2 separate regions of the Mus musculus genome follow, and region 2 is linked to region 1. The links are chromatin contacts, called in public Hi-C maps. All regions are on one chromosome and are shown on one strand. The core of a region is the stretch at or near the end of the contact, and the rest is flanking DNA. Distances in the headings are between cores, read along the strand shown. Region 1 overlaps Vrtn (vertebrae development associated). Region 2 overlaps Arel1 (apoptosis resistant E3 ubiquitin protein ligase 1).

Region 1 (6,735 bases), core at 565-3,064:
GCAGATCTCTGAGCTCAAGGTCAGGTGGTGTAAAGAGCAAGTTCCAGGAGAGCAAGGACTACACAGAGAAACCCTGTCTTGAAACAAAGAAAAAGAGCACGGGCTACTTTGCCAAAGGATGAGGCTTCATTTCTCAACATTTCATGACGGTTCACAACTGTCTAGAACTCTAGCCTAAGAGGATACACACCCTCTTCTGGCCTCTGCAGGGACCAGGCACACATGTGGTACACAAACACGCATGCAGACAAAAATGCCCAAACACATAAAATAATAAATTTAAATAAAATAAAACCTTCCCTTAGAGCCACACAGAATGTCACCAAGGGGATAAAACTAAATTCCCACATTGTTTTCCTCTTGGTACACCTTGCTGCGCTGGACTTTCTTCCCAGAGGTATCCACGGTAGAAAGTGGCATCAAAAGAACACAAATAGGGCTGGAGAGATGGCTCAGTGGTTAAGAGCACTGGCCACTCTTCCAGAGGTCCTGAGTTCAATTCCCAGCAACCACATGGGGGCTCACAACCACCTGTAATGAGATCCATATGCCCTCTTCTGGTGTGTCTGAAGACAGCGCTAGTGTACTCATAGACATGAAATAAATAATTCTTTAAAACACACACACAAGCCGGGTGGTGATGGTGCACACCTTTAATCCCAGCACTCGGGAGGCAGAGGCAGGTGGATTTCTGAGTTTGAGGCCAGCCTGGTCTACAGAGTGAGTTCCAGGAAAGCCAGGGCTATACAGAGAAACCCTGTCTTGGGAAAACAAACAAACAAACAAAAAAACACACACACACAATTTCAACAAGTGTCAACTTCAAAACCAGCATGAAACTGGGCATGGTGGCCCCCACCTTTACACCTTTAACCCCAGCACTCAGGGAGGCAGAGGCAGGCGGATCTCTGTGAGTTCGAGGCCAGCCTGGTATACAGAGCAAGTTCCAGGATAGGCAGAGCTACATAGTGAGACCTCAGCATGAAGCATCATTGACGAGTATGAACACAACTTAGGTTCCTTGGCCTTTGTAGGCAGATTATAAAGGAAACAACTCTTCTAAATAACAACAACACTGGACACCCACACCCACGCACACACATGCACACACACAATCATTTTTCAATGATACGAACACATCTTCCCCAACAGAAGCTAAAATTTCTGCTGCAGGTTTAGGGCTTCATGGTGATCTCGGATGTCATCATCTTCCCAGCTCAGGACCAGAGCATAGAACATGTTTTACTGGAGAGTAACCCTGAACAAGCCTCTCTTTAGGTATTAGCCCACCCTCCATTCAAGCAGAAATCAGACCGAGGGTCCACCATCACACTCACTCGCCTAAGCCTTACTATGGGAAGACGGGTGCCCACCACACCACCATGGGCACAACCGTGATCTTGCCTTCACATGGGAAAAAGGAGGCACACGAATATCTAAGGTGGGAATTGCTATCTGGATGAGACCCTGGAATCCACATTCCTGACACGTCCTCCCCCTAGGCAGTAGTCTGTAGATGTATTTTGTTTTTGCAGTACCAGAAACTGAACCCAGGGCATCACCCATAGTGGGCAAATGTTTATCCATTGAGCTCATCCAAACCCCCAGGATGGTTGCTAGGTCCCACTAAGAGACTCTGCTTCCCAGCCTAGGAAGGCATGTTCTGGTGCTGAGTATAAGGAACTGTACTTTCTGTCAGAGTTCTCAGGAGAGACCCTGGGACTCCCTCATGGCCCAAATGGAAAGGAATCGGAACCTAGCTCCCACCCAATGGTAGTGTCTCTCATTGTACTGGACTGCCACCTGCTGGCCAGAAGTTGCCACTGCAAGTTAGGTTGAAATCCCCTAGTCCGATTCCTTCACCCAAATTCTTACAGGTGCAGCGGAGACCCCAGACCAGAGCATAAGCATGTGAGCCCTATGGAAAGGGAGGGAAGCATACAGGAGAAAGAAAGGTCTGTGTGATGGGTACAACATGAGAATCAGAGAGAAGCTCAGCGGTAGGTAGGAGCTAGACTGGGTGAGCCTCACTACTTTGGAATTTGTGCTGAGGGCAATGGGAAAGCCAGCAGGGAATCCGATTCAGGGAAGAGGACTCAGGACCCTGTCAAGAAGCAGCAATAGATTGAGTAGAGGCAGAGTCGACTTGAATAATTCTTATCGAAGATAAGCTGCTGTTGGCACAGATTACAGGGTAGCTATGAAGACAGAGGGGGATATTGGCCTTTGAGGAATATTTAAGACCACTGTTGATTAGGTTTGCAGAACTGGAGCTCACAGGTTTAACACTAAGACAGAATTAAAGCATCGTCCCATTCTCTTTTCCATATCAGCACCTACTGTGTGCCTAAAATTAATCTATCATCTAAGGGTGCTGTAAGCAAAAGAAAAAAAAGAAAAAAACCCTGTTTTTCAAACAGTCTGCATGCAACCAAACAAGAAAGCAACAAATAGAAACAAGAACCTACTAGAGAATTCAAAAGGGTAACGTAATAGGGACTCAGAGGTCCGATGTTTGCTGCATAGACAACAGGGAAAAGCATTGGAATCGGCTATGGGAATGAACACCTGTTATCCCAGCCCCCAGGAGGCTGAAGCATGACCATCCTATGTTCATGGGCTACACACTAAAACCTGTGTTCAAAAGGAGAGAGAAGCCAGGCAGTGGTGGCGTACACCTTAGATCCCAGCACTCTGGTGGCAGAGACAGTTGGATCTGAGTTTGAGACCAGCCTGGTCTACAGAGCAAGTTCCGGGACTACCAGAGCTACACAGAGAAACCCCATCTCAAAGATGGTTTCTCTGACACAGAGAAAGTCAGGCTTCATGACTTTTGTGTTTTATAAAACCATAAGAAAAGGAGTACATTTGGTGAACGTGCAGTCAGGTGTTGGGGAAGGAGGTGCCTCTGTGGGCCAGTGCTGAGGCAACCTCCCCTCTAAGGGACAAGCCACAAGGTGGGATAGTATAGAGTTTATTCAGGGCATGAGGAGGGGAGTTGAGAGGGTAGTAGAGACAGAGAAAGGCAGAGAGAGAGGAGTAGAGGCTGGCCATGAGCACGTGAATGGGGAGGGGGGAGAGGAACTTAGAGAGCTGGTAAGGGGCTAGAGGACAGAGCAGGAGCAAGAGAGGAGGGGCCAAGCAGCCCCTTTTATAGTGAATCAGGCATGCCTGGCTGTTGCCAGATAACTGCGGGGCGGAGCCCAGACAATGATGCATAACTTTAATCCAGCACCCCCAAGGCAGAAGTAGGCAGATCTATCATCTAAGGGTGCTGTAAGCAAAAGATGTCAACCTGGTCTACACAGTTCCAGGCCAGCCAGAGCTGTGTAGTGAGACCCTGTATAAAATTAATTTTAAAAGGAAAGGGGAAAGATAAGAAAATGAGAGTACTAAACAAAGAGGGAGAAAGAACGGTGTCTTAGACCAAAGTAGCAAGTGTGTGTAATTCCTGAGCAGAAGGGACGTTCAGGGTCGGAGGCAGCCAATGTGGCTGAAGCATGGTGGGCAAGCACAGCAGAGGGAGAGTGAGGTGGGGCCACTTCACAGGGCCCTTTTGCTTTTGTTTCGTTTTGCAAGACAGGGGTTTCTCTGAACAGCCTTGGCTGTCCGGGAACTCTGTAAACCATGCTGATCTTGAACTCAGAGATCCACCTGCCTTTTTCTCCCATGCCCGGCCACACACAGCCCTTAAGAAAGAGACTCTGTGATTAAAAGGCAGCCGCAGACACATTTAAAGCAGGAAAGTGACAGGGTCCAATATCATCTAAATCCAGCTGGAGGCTGAGCCAAATGGAGGAGGCAAGGAGGGAGCTGTGAGGTGGGACAGCAGTCCAAGGTCAACCTAAAGTTAAAGGGGCCTGGGAATGTCACTTAGTGATGGACCATGTGACCAGTATACACAGGACCCTGGATTCCATGCCCCCAGCACCTCCTAGGCAACCAGACTTGGTGATGGAATAGACGTGGGATAAGCAAAAGGCAGAACTCGGGACCATAAAAATGTTGGCTACAGGGCTCAGCGGTTAAAAGCACTGACTGCTCTTCCAGAAGTCCTGAGTTCCAATTCCCAGCAACCACATGGTGGCTCACAACCATCCGATGCCCTCTTCTGGTGTGTCTAAAGACAGCTACAGTGCACTCATATAAATGAAATAAATCTTAAAAAAAAAAAAAAAAAAAAAAAAAAAAAAAGTCGGCTACAGGAAACCAAGACAGGAGACCAGACCTAAGCGCATCTCTCCCCCGTTGATGCTTCATCTCAATAGACAACGGCCGTTATCTGCACCTGGGCCTAGCCAGACCCGTAAGTTCAGAATAGAGTCCCACCAGGTAAACCCTGGTCCCAAGCATGTATTATCAGAAGACAGAAATGTTCTCCCAAGCCCCTTAAACTAAAGGGAGGCCTAGAACACAGTCCTATCTTAGCCAAACAAATCCCGGAGGCCACAGGCTGTGTGAGGACAAAATTTCACTTTATTTTCTTTGGGTTTCCAACTGTGTGGCTAGACAATGAAAAAAAAAAATCAATTCCCCACCAGCCTTGTAACCTTGTAGCTCCTTGCCCAAAATGTGCCTTGGCGTCTGAGGCGGCTCAGCAGGTCCCCAAGAGCAGCCAGGCTGGCAGACGCCTGACCTGAAGAGATCCCCCCCAGCCCCCAGCAGAGGAAGCAGGAAGCTCTCTTTGGGGTCTCCAGTGCCTAGGGGCCTTCCCTGGCTTAGAGATCACTGTCGTGTGTTCTGTGAAGCTCAGTCCTTCTCCACCGAGGGTTTGAGGAAGCAGCCACACAGCTGCCTCAGGCTCAGTCCCCATATTCCTTTGGAAGACATCTTTGAGGGGGGGAAAAAAAAGATACAACCCTTAAAAAGAAAAGGCACATATATTTATTCTGACAGGAAATAATGGTCACGCTGTGATACTTTCCTTGTGGGCCCAGGAAAAGCTGAAAGCAGCCATGTCACAATCATGACAGAGCTTTAACACTGACGAGGGGCGGAGGGGGTCCTGCCAACCCAAATTAATGGAAAAAGCAAAATGAAACACAACAAAAACCTATGACCCAGCCAACAACCAAAGAGACAACTGGCCCTCCTGTAGCTTTTGTCAGAGCGAGCGGCTGATTCCCACCCCTCCATCAAGACGTTACAAAAGGCAGAGCAAAGGACATCCTAGTCAGGAGGCAGCTCGGCTCCCCTTCTTCCCCTCCCATCAGCCATCAATCAGTGTGAGACCTTCATAGAGCGCCCGCTTCCACATGTAGTAGGTGGAGCGGGCAGTGAGGGGGAAGAGCGCCTGGAACTCCTTGTAGGAGGGGAAAGTCTTAGACTGGAACCGCTTCTGCAGGAACAGCTTGGCCTGGGCCTTGAACCTCGTGGTGGTAAGCATGTCCATCACCAGCACCTGCCCATCACTGCCCCCGGGTGCCTCCGCCAGAGTCTGGCTTGGCAACGATCCACTATGGGGTTGGCTCTGGGTCATAGCTGCCTCTTGAATGATGTTTCCCTCTCTGGAAGGCCCTCCTGGGACATCTTCTGGAGAAGTAGCCACTGGCAGTGTCTCCGCTGGAGGAACCACCATAGCCGGTACATTCTGATCAGCTTCCATAGCCTGTGGTTCAACTGGCTTCTGCCGTCCCTCGGGCTTCTGCCGTCCCTCGGGCTTCTGCTGTTCCTCGGGCTTCTGCCGTCCCTCGGGCTTCTGCCGTCCCTGAGGCTTCTGCCTCCTCTGGCTCAAAGAGGGAATCTGCATCCCGGGCGATCTCCGGGAAAGACTTTTCCATACCCAAAAAGTGGAAGGTAACAGACTAGGATAGCGGAGGCGGAAGCGACAGAAGGGTAGGTGCCCATTTAGCACCTGCTTGCGGGCAGCCCTGCGTAGTCGTCTCTGCCAACGAGATAAGGGCATCTTTGGGGATATGAGCCCCCGGGAAGTCAGAGGAGCCCCACTTCCTGCTTTTCCTGTCTCCTCCTCTCCCGCTTCTCTCTTCAAAGAGAAGGGGGTCTCTTTCCCAACATCTGTTGGCTGGAGAGACTCAGCAGTTTCAAAAGCTGCTTGGGACAACTTGAAACTGGGGGTCCTTCTGAGGGCTTTCCGCCTCCAGTTGTAGTAGGTAGACCTCGAGATGCCAGGGAACCTGCATTTGAAGCAGCGATATGGTACCAGTTTGTTCAGAGAGATGCAATACTCCAAGAAAGACTTGGCACGCTGCATTAAGATCATACTAGGAGGGCTCAACATCGCTGCTGCCAGTGAGGAGCACCCCACCTCCTCAGCAGCCTTTTTCCCCGGTGGCCTCTCCACCTCCGGCACAGCCAGTGCCTCCCTGGATGGAGTGGCCGGGCCCAGGGCCGAGTTGGCACCAGAGCCCAGCAACTCATGCTTCCAAGCATAGTAGGTAGAACGGGAGATCTCAGGGAATCTCTGCAGGAACTGCTGCAATGGCACAAAGCCCCCACGGTGGAAACTGTCCTGCAGGAAGTGCTTGGCAGAGAAGCGGGTGGCTACCTTTTGACGGTGCTCTTGGGTCTGCCGCCGCCAGCGGTAGAAGGTGCTCTTGGTGATGCTGATGCGGTCACAGAGGTGGGAGTAGCTGAGGCCAGGTTCACGGTTGAGCAGCTCCAGGGTTTTAGCGGGTGGTAGCAGAGGACCCAGGTTTGGAGGAACGGGGTTCAGGCTAGCAGTACAGTCAGCCTCCACCTCCTCCAGCCCAACAACAGGGGCAAAATACTGGTGAC
Region 2 (6,642 bases), core at 3,900-6,399, 310 kb before region 1:
GAAGTAATAAATTGAACAGTAATTTATTTTTCCTTTAAAAATAAATTTGTTATTGAGTTAGACATAGTGTCAGCTCCAAAATTTTTGCAAATTCTTAAGCTTTCTGAGCTCAACAAGGCTCCAGAAAATGGCCCAGCACACATTCTAGATTGAATATATAAAAAAAGGAGCTTAAAAAAATAAAAGAAGACGCCAAGAGAAATAAATTCAGACACTAGGTGTGGTGGTACGTGTCTTTAATCTCAGTAAAGGCAGACGTGAGGATCAGAAGTTCAAAGCAGCTTGTGTTACAGAGTGAGACAGCATCTCAAAAAGAGCAAACACATAAAGTCCCCAACGGCTGGAAGGAGCAAGCAGGTCAAACCTTAGCCAGTTAAAACGAGTGAGAGAGTTTGGGAAGCTTTAAGCAAAAGAATGCATTATTATTTTAAATATATACATACATATATATATATATATATATATGCATGTGTGTCAGTATGAAAATATGCACATGTGAACATGGTTGCCCATGGAAAAGGGCATCAGATCCCCTGGAGCTAGTGTACAGGATGGTGAGCCACCTGGCATGGGTGCCGGGAACTGGACTCGGGTCCTCTGCTTGAGTAGTACTTGGCTAACTGCTGAGCCCACTCTTCAGCTCCATATGTAAAGCTTTAAGCACCTTGTCAACTGTCTCTAAAGTTCAAAAGGGTTTGAGGTTTTATTATTTTTCAACATATGCAGGTGTATGGGGCCAGTGTTCCCTGACTCCATTCACTTCCTCATGACTGTTAGGGTTTTTTCCACACACGTAGAGTTCCTGGAATACAGCTTCTTTCATGCCCTGTACACGGAACAGCAGTCCACTTGCCATATGGCAAATGAGGACTTAAGGGGAGAAACTCCTTTTATAGGAATTCAAGCTAAAGCAGCATTATATCGTGCCATTCTGTACTTGGGGAAGCACTGCTTGGGCAGGTATTTCTTGGTATTAAGGATTACATACCATTTCTGTCTTTGAAGTGTAGCCCTGTCCTGACAGGTGTCAGTGGCTAGTGATGAAGAATGCCAGGCCAGGTCCACGGCAGAGTTGTATCTCTCAGTTTCCATACTGGGTACTGGAGGGTTACCTTGGGATCTCACATATATTAAGAGACAAGAATTCTACCATTAAGCTGTATCTATCCCCAGGCCTATTAAAAAGTGCTACCAAAATAGAGCCAAAAGCTCCTATTATTGTTTTAGAAAACTGTATATTAGTTTTAGTTGCTACAGGTTACACACTGCTGTTAATTGCAACATTTGCTAAAATTAAAAAGTAATATTTTCAGCCAAGAATGATGGCAGAGTGTCTGTAATCTCATCCCTTGGGTGGTAGATGCAGGAGAATCCAGAGATAAAGGCCGGCCTTAGCTACACCAGACTTCTAAAAAAATCAAGCAGACCAGCTGGGCTCAGTTAAGTTTTTAGAACCTGTGTCCAGATCCTCAGAGTAAAAAGCTGGATGTGGCAGCACAGGTCTGTGATGCTCTGAGGAGAGAGAGACGGGGTAGGGAGTGGTGACAGCCAGCCAGTTTATCAGAGTCACTGAGTTTCAGGTCTGCTGAGAGAACTTATCTGTAAAAAACAAGATAGGCAGCCACCAAGGAAGCCTGACATGTGACCTCTGGCTTCCACAGGCACCCCCCGCCCCACACACACACACAGCAAGCAGTTAGCTTCTCGGGCCTCTCCTTATGGGCCACGTCTGTAATGTCCTACTGTGTCGCCACAGCGCTAAGAGTGATTAGTGCACTGGTCCAGACTGAAGTGGAATGCTGAGCGCTCTTTTTGTATATCTGCTACTTCGTTTTGATTCTGAGAAACTTAGTTTTGTTTTAAAGAGACTGATGCAAAGAGACTCTAAAGAGACTTAAGGGATGTGGACTTGCTTAGGTTCTGGTCATCTTAAGCTTCATTAGGCTAAGTTTTAATTGAACTGCTGAGGAATGTGGCTTTCTCCAGTTTCCCATAGGCCAGAGTGACGCTTAAACTAGACAGGATGACCTTCTGGAATCTTCTCAGTCACACCAGAATGATATGTGGCTGATTGTTTCCAGCTTTGTCCCAAGGAACGTGTTCTGGGTTCTAGAATTTGTCCAGAGGCAGATTCAGAGCTGCAGAGATTTGGGCCTGATCTGAAGACAGAGCAGGGACAGAAATCTTGGCTAAATTTAGGTATGCCAATTACTGGGTAGATGGGGGAAAGCTGCTAAAAGACAAAAGTCTTTCCAGGTTCAGAAATAGACTCTTATTTCAGTAGTGCTTAGGTGTGGGAGGTTGACTCTGAACGAAACAAAGAGATGGTAAAACTGAGTAATTATGAGATAAGTGGAGTGCAGGGTTTTAATAAAATCTTGTTAAAATTTTTGACAAGAGGTTTTTTTCCTTATGAAACTTTTAGATAAACTTTAGAAGAAAGCAGGAAAAAGTCTTTGTGATCTTGAGATCGGCAAAGACTTTAAAACTATAGAACCCAGGACAGAGCTGCATAAATGACTCGGTGGTTAAGAGCACTTACTGTTCTTGCAGGTCCCGTCCCACTACCTTGTCAGGCGCGTCACACCTGTAACTTCACGGCAGGGGACCTGAGGAAACCCGGCTTAGGTGCTGCGCATGCGCACACACACACACACACACACACACACACACAATTTAAAAATAAAAAGAAATATAAACTATAAAAGTAAATGTTGGGTTCCATCAGAATTTGAAATGGTTACTTTGTAGAAATTCTTAATTTCCATTAAAAATTGAAAAGGAGAGCTAGAGAGATGGCTTCGAGTTATGAACATTTTCTGCTTTTCCAGGGGACCTGAGTTCAGTTCCCAGCACCCATGTTGAATAGCTCACAACTGCTGGGAACTCCAGATTCATGGAATCTGACACTTTGTTCTGGCTTTTACAGGTATCACACACACACAAATATTCATACAAGTTTAAAAACAAGATCTCAAGAGGCAAGCCAAGGGCTTCCATTTAGAGTCTATAAAGACCTAGAGCTCAGTAGGAAGAAGACAACATGTTTGAATAGACATTTTATCAAAGAAGCTAAATAATAGCTAATACATACCTGACAAGATGCTCAGAACTCTTAGCCGTCCGAACGTGGTTCGATGTGGTGGCACAAGCCTTTAATTCCAGCATGTGGAAGACAGAAGCAAGCAGATCTCTGTGCATTAGAGGCCAGTCAGTGCTCCATAACGAAGCTTGTGGGTAAGGGGAGGATCAGCTATGAGCATGAGTAAAATCTGGACCCCTGACAGTACCAAGGTTGGTGGAGGTAGAGCGACCGGACTCATGTGCTGCTCTAAATGTAAAGTAATACAGCTGCCTGGGGAAGCAGCTGGGTCGTTTCTTGTAAGTTGGAAATATGCTTCTCCTGTGAACTAGCAGTTCCACGCCTGCATTTACTTCAGAGAATACAAATGTGTGCACACAGAAACTCACTCCTGAAGGGTCATTGTGACTTTATCCATAATAGCACTAAGCTGGACATCATCTAAGTGTCCATCTGGTGATGGATAAGCAGCCTCTACTCTGTCATTAGAAGGGACTACTACCCAGCACTCATGAACAAACTCCTTACTGACGTAAGCAACAGCATGAACAAGTCTAACTGCTATGCTTGCAGCTGGAGAGATGGCTCACTGGCTGAGAGCTCTTGCTGCTCTCAGAGGGCCGACCTGGTTTCAGTTCCCAGCACCCACATGGCAGCTCACAACTGTCTGTAACTCCTCCTATTCCAGTGGGTCTGATGCTTCCTTCTGCCCTCTGCAGTCATCAGGCATACACACAGTGCACAGGCACAACATGAGGCAAAACACTCATATACACAAAATAAATCTGTAAAATAAATTTTAAAATTTCAGTGAGGTACAGTGATTTTTATAGGATTAGATTCCAATTAGAGTCAGGGTTAGGTCTGAATTTCTTTGAGACACATGATTTTGAAATATCCATCCCTGGATTGAATTGCAAAGAGCTTACTGGTCATTAAATTGAGTCAAATTTAGACTAGTGTTCCTTTTTTTTTTTTTAAAAAGATTTATTTTTATTTATGCATGTTCGGCTATGTGCACACGAGTACACAGGTGTGTTATGTATGTGTATGCATACGAGAGCAGCAGATCAACTGACATGGCAGCGCCATCTCTGCAGCCCTGTAGTATACTTTTGGTATGTTTTTTATGTTAAGAACTTTAGTTTTTTATGTATGACTTTTACCTGCATATATGTATGTGTATCAAATGTGTGCCTGGGGTATGTGAAATCAGAAGGTGTGTCAGACACACTTGAATTGGAGTTACAGATGGCTGTGAGCTATCATGTGGGCACTGGGAATTAAACCTGGCTCCTCTGGAAAAGTGCTGCCCTTAAGGCTGAATCATCTCTCCAGCCATGCCTTAAGAGCCTTATTTTTAACAAGAGATAGAGCAGGTGTGCTGGTGCCCTTTGAGGCAGAGTCGGGAGGGTCACTGAGTTTAAGGCCTGCCTGGTCTTCATAGTTCCCAAGACAGCCAGGGTTATATAGAGAGACCTTCTCTCAAAACAAACAACAGGGATTGTAGGGTGTAAAGTGTATTTGAAGTTGTTAGGTTAGAACAGGAAAACTCTAGAAAATAACTTTGATTTTTGAGTTCCTGCCCCCACCCTCTGGCATAAATCTTTCATGGGTCTCACAATGTTTACTGCTTAAATGACTGCTTAAATAATATCTTCTTTTGACCCACAGTAAGTTACTTTTACAGTTTTTTCCCTCCCCCAGTTATTCCCTGCCATTGCTTCTTGTGCCTGCTTCCCCATATACTTAAAAAACAACAACAACAACAAAACCATAGTTACTTTTCTGTGTAAGAGTATTTGGTGGCATGGATGTAAGTGCATCATGCTCACACCTGGTATCCATGGAGGTCACGAGAAGACATCTGATTGATCCCTTGGAACTGACATTAGAGACAGTTATGAGCCACTATGTGCATGCTAGGAACTGAACCCAGGTCCTCTGTGAGAGCAGCCAGTGCTCCCCTGAGTCATCTCTCCAGCAACCACCCCTACCTTATAACATCCTCCTTTTGAGACAGGGTCCCTCAATTTCCTAATCTTAAATGCCCTTTCAGCTCAGCCTCCACGATAGTTGAAACTACAAGTCTGTGTCACCATTGCCTGCTTTCTTCCTGCATATGACCTCTCCTCAGAGTTGGTGCTGTCATTCTCTCCCAAGTCTAGGTTTCTCCTAAGATTGTAAGTTTTACTGGCTTACAGCTTATAGTTTGGAATGTGTGACCATGTGACAGGAAGCTCTTCAGCACTTCCCTTTATTTGTTTGTTTGTTCAGGATCCTGAATACAGGATCCTGCTCCACAGGTCAGGGTGACCTCAGACTTGAGCCCACCCACATCAGCCTCCTGACTTGCAGGGACAGCTGGCACTGCCACCATGACTGCTAAAATCAGTTAGCCTCTTTCTCCTTTGGTTAAAAAAAATAATAACTTAAAAAATATTTTTTTTTTGTTGCTTAAAATCTAAAATGAAGTAATAGTTCTTTAAATTTTCAAATCAAATATATAATTTGAGCTTTCATTCTACCTATCTCCCAACTACTCCTCTGGCTGGCCAGGGAGGAAGGGCTTCTTTTATTACATCAGAATTCCTGGTTAATATCATAGGCTCTCAAATCAAATTGTCTGGCTCTCTCAGCTATCAAATAGGTGGCTTTATCAATGTATTTCAGCTCTCTGTGCCTCTGTTTCCTAACCTAATAGATCATATACTAGATGTGGTTGACCTGAGGGTTGAATGATGTAATGCAGACGAAAGACTTGTCCCACAGTCAATTCTCAGCAGCATACTCTTGTTACTGTCATTGTCCTTGAGAGAGCCCCAGAACATCAGTATTTTGGATGGTTGCTATGATTGTTTCCACATGAGATCGCTCTAGAAAACCAGCTAATCTCTTGGGGAGAGTATAGCCACCTTCCTCTCTTACTGGAGCTGCTATGGCCTGACATAAGCCACAGTCATATTTGGCAAGTCAGCGACCTTTAGAACAAGACCACCTGGGTCTGGGATTTCCATTCTCAGCTTTCTTTCCCTGTAGTTCAGGACCAGCTCTTCTAGAACAGCTGGATCTCTTCTTTTCTCACCATGTCTCCACTTTACATCTACAACCAAGACAGGCTAAGTAACTAGTCCAAGACCAAACTCCTGCTCTTCTCCATTCCTGAGACGGTACTTAGAAGCAGTCACTCTGTCCCTGGTGGTCTTTCTAAATACTTTGCTTTATGATGCTGAAATTTGTCGTCACTCCCCTTTTTGGCATGGTATTTTTACCTGCCTCTAGGCTATCAGACTCCCTCACTCACCTTTGCAAGTACTCGCTCTTTCTTTAAAAAGCATTTTATTTTAAAATATGTTTATTAATTACTTATTCTTTAATTATTTGTATATCTTTGAAAATGCAAGTTCCCACAGAGGGCAGAAGAGGGAGTCCGAGCCTCTGGAGCTGGAGGAAGTTGTGAGCCGCCCCACTGGGTGCTGGGAACCAAGCTCAGATCCTCTCTACATAGCAACGAGCTCTCTTAACCACGGGCCCCTCACACTCATTCTTAGTTAGTTGGC

The links. A called contact is a pair of places that touch in the nucleus more often than the background predicts.
Region 2: a contact with region 1 is called in a Hi-C map of bone marrow-derived macrophages, with 20 read pairs. The contact joins two enhancer-like sites. A contact is called at or near these places in 2 of 39 promoter capture datasets (the 3T3-L1 cell line and the C10 cell line), 2 of 15 datasets of contacts at CTCF or cohesin (embryonic stem cells and pro-B cells), 2 of 484 Hi-C or Micro-C datasets (bone marrow-derived macrophages and ventricular fibroblasts), 1 of 115 datasets of contacts at active chromatin or transcription factors (neural tube) and 2 of 9 other capture datasets (embryonic stem cells and macrophages).

The regions. Positions count from the first base shown.
Region 1 is chr12:84,649,175-84,655,909 of GRCm38.p6, reverse strand. It overlaps Vrtn (vertebrae development associated), which reads right to left. Exons shown (of 2, transcript NM_001033776.2): 2 at 4,455-6,735. The coding sequence ends at 5,210. Among named protein-coding and RNA genes, the nearest start is that of Vrtn, 9.6 kb to the right of the region's middle. Within about 2 kb of position 1,814, at least 2 of the 459 cell types and tissues checked have an H3K27ac peak or open chromatin away from gene starts, as enhancers often do. A contact at or near this core is called in bone marrow-derived macrophages, where this site is marked.
Region 2 is chr12:84,957,793-84,964,434 of GRCm38.p6, reverse strand. The region is part of intron 1 of Arel1 (apoptosis resistant E3 ubiquitin protein ligase 1); the gene reads left to right. Among named protein-coding and RNA genes, the nearest start is that of Arel1, 9.7 kb to the left of the region's middle. Within about 2 kb of position 5,149, at least 13 of the 459 cell types and tissues checked have an H3K27ac peak or open chromatin away from gene starts, as enhancers often do. A contact at or near this core is called in bone marrow-derived macrophages, where this site is marked.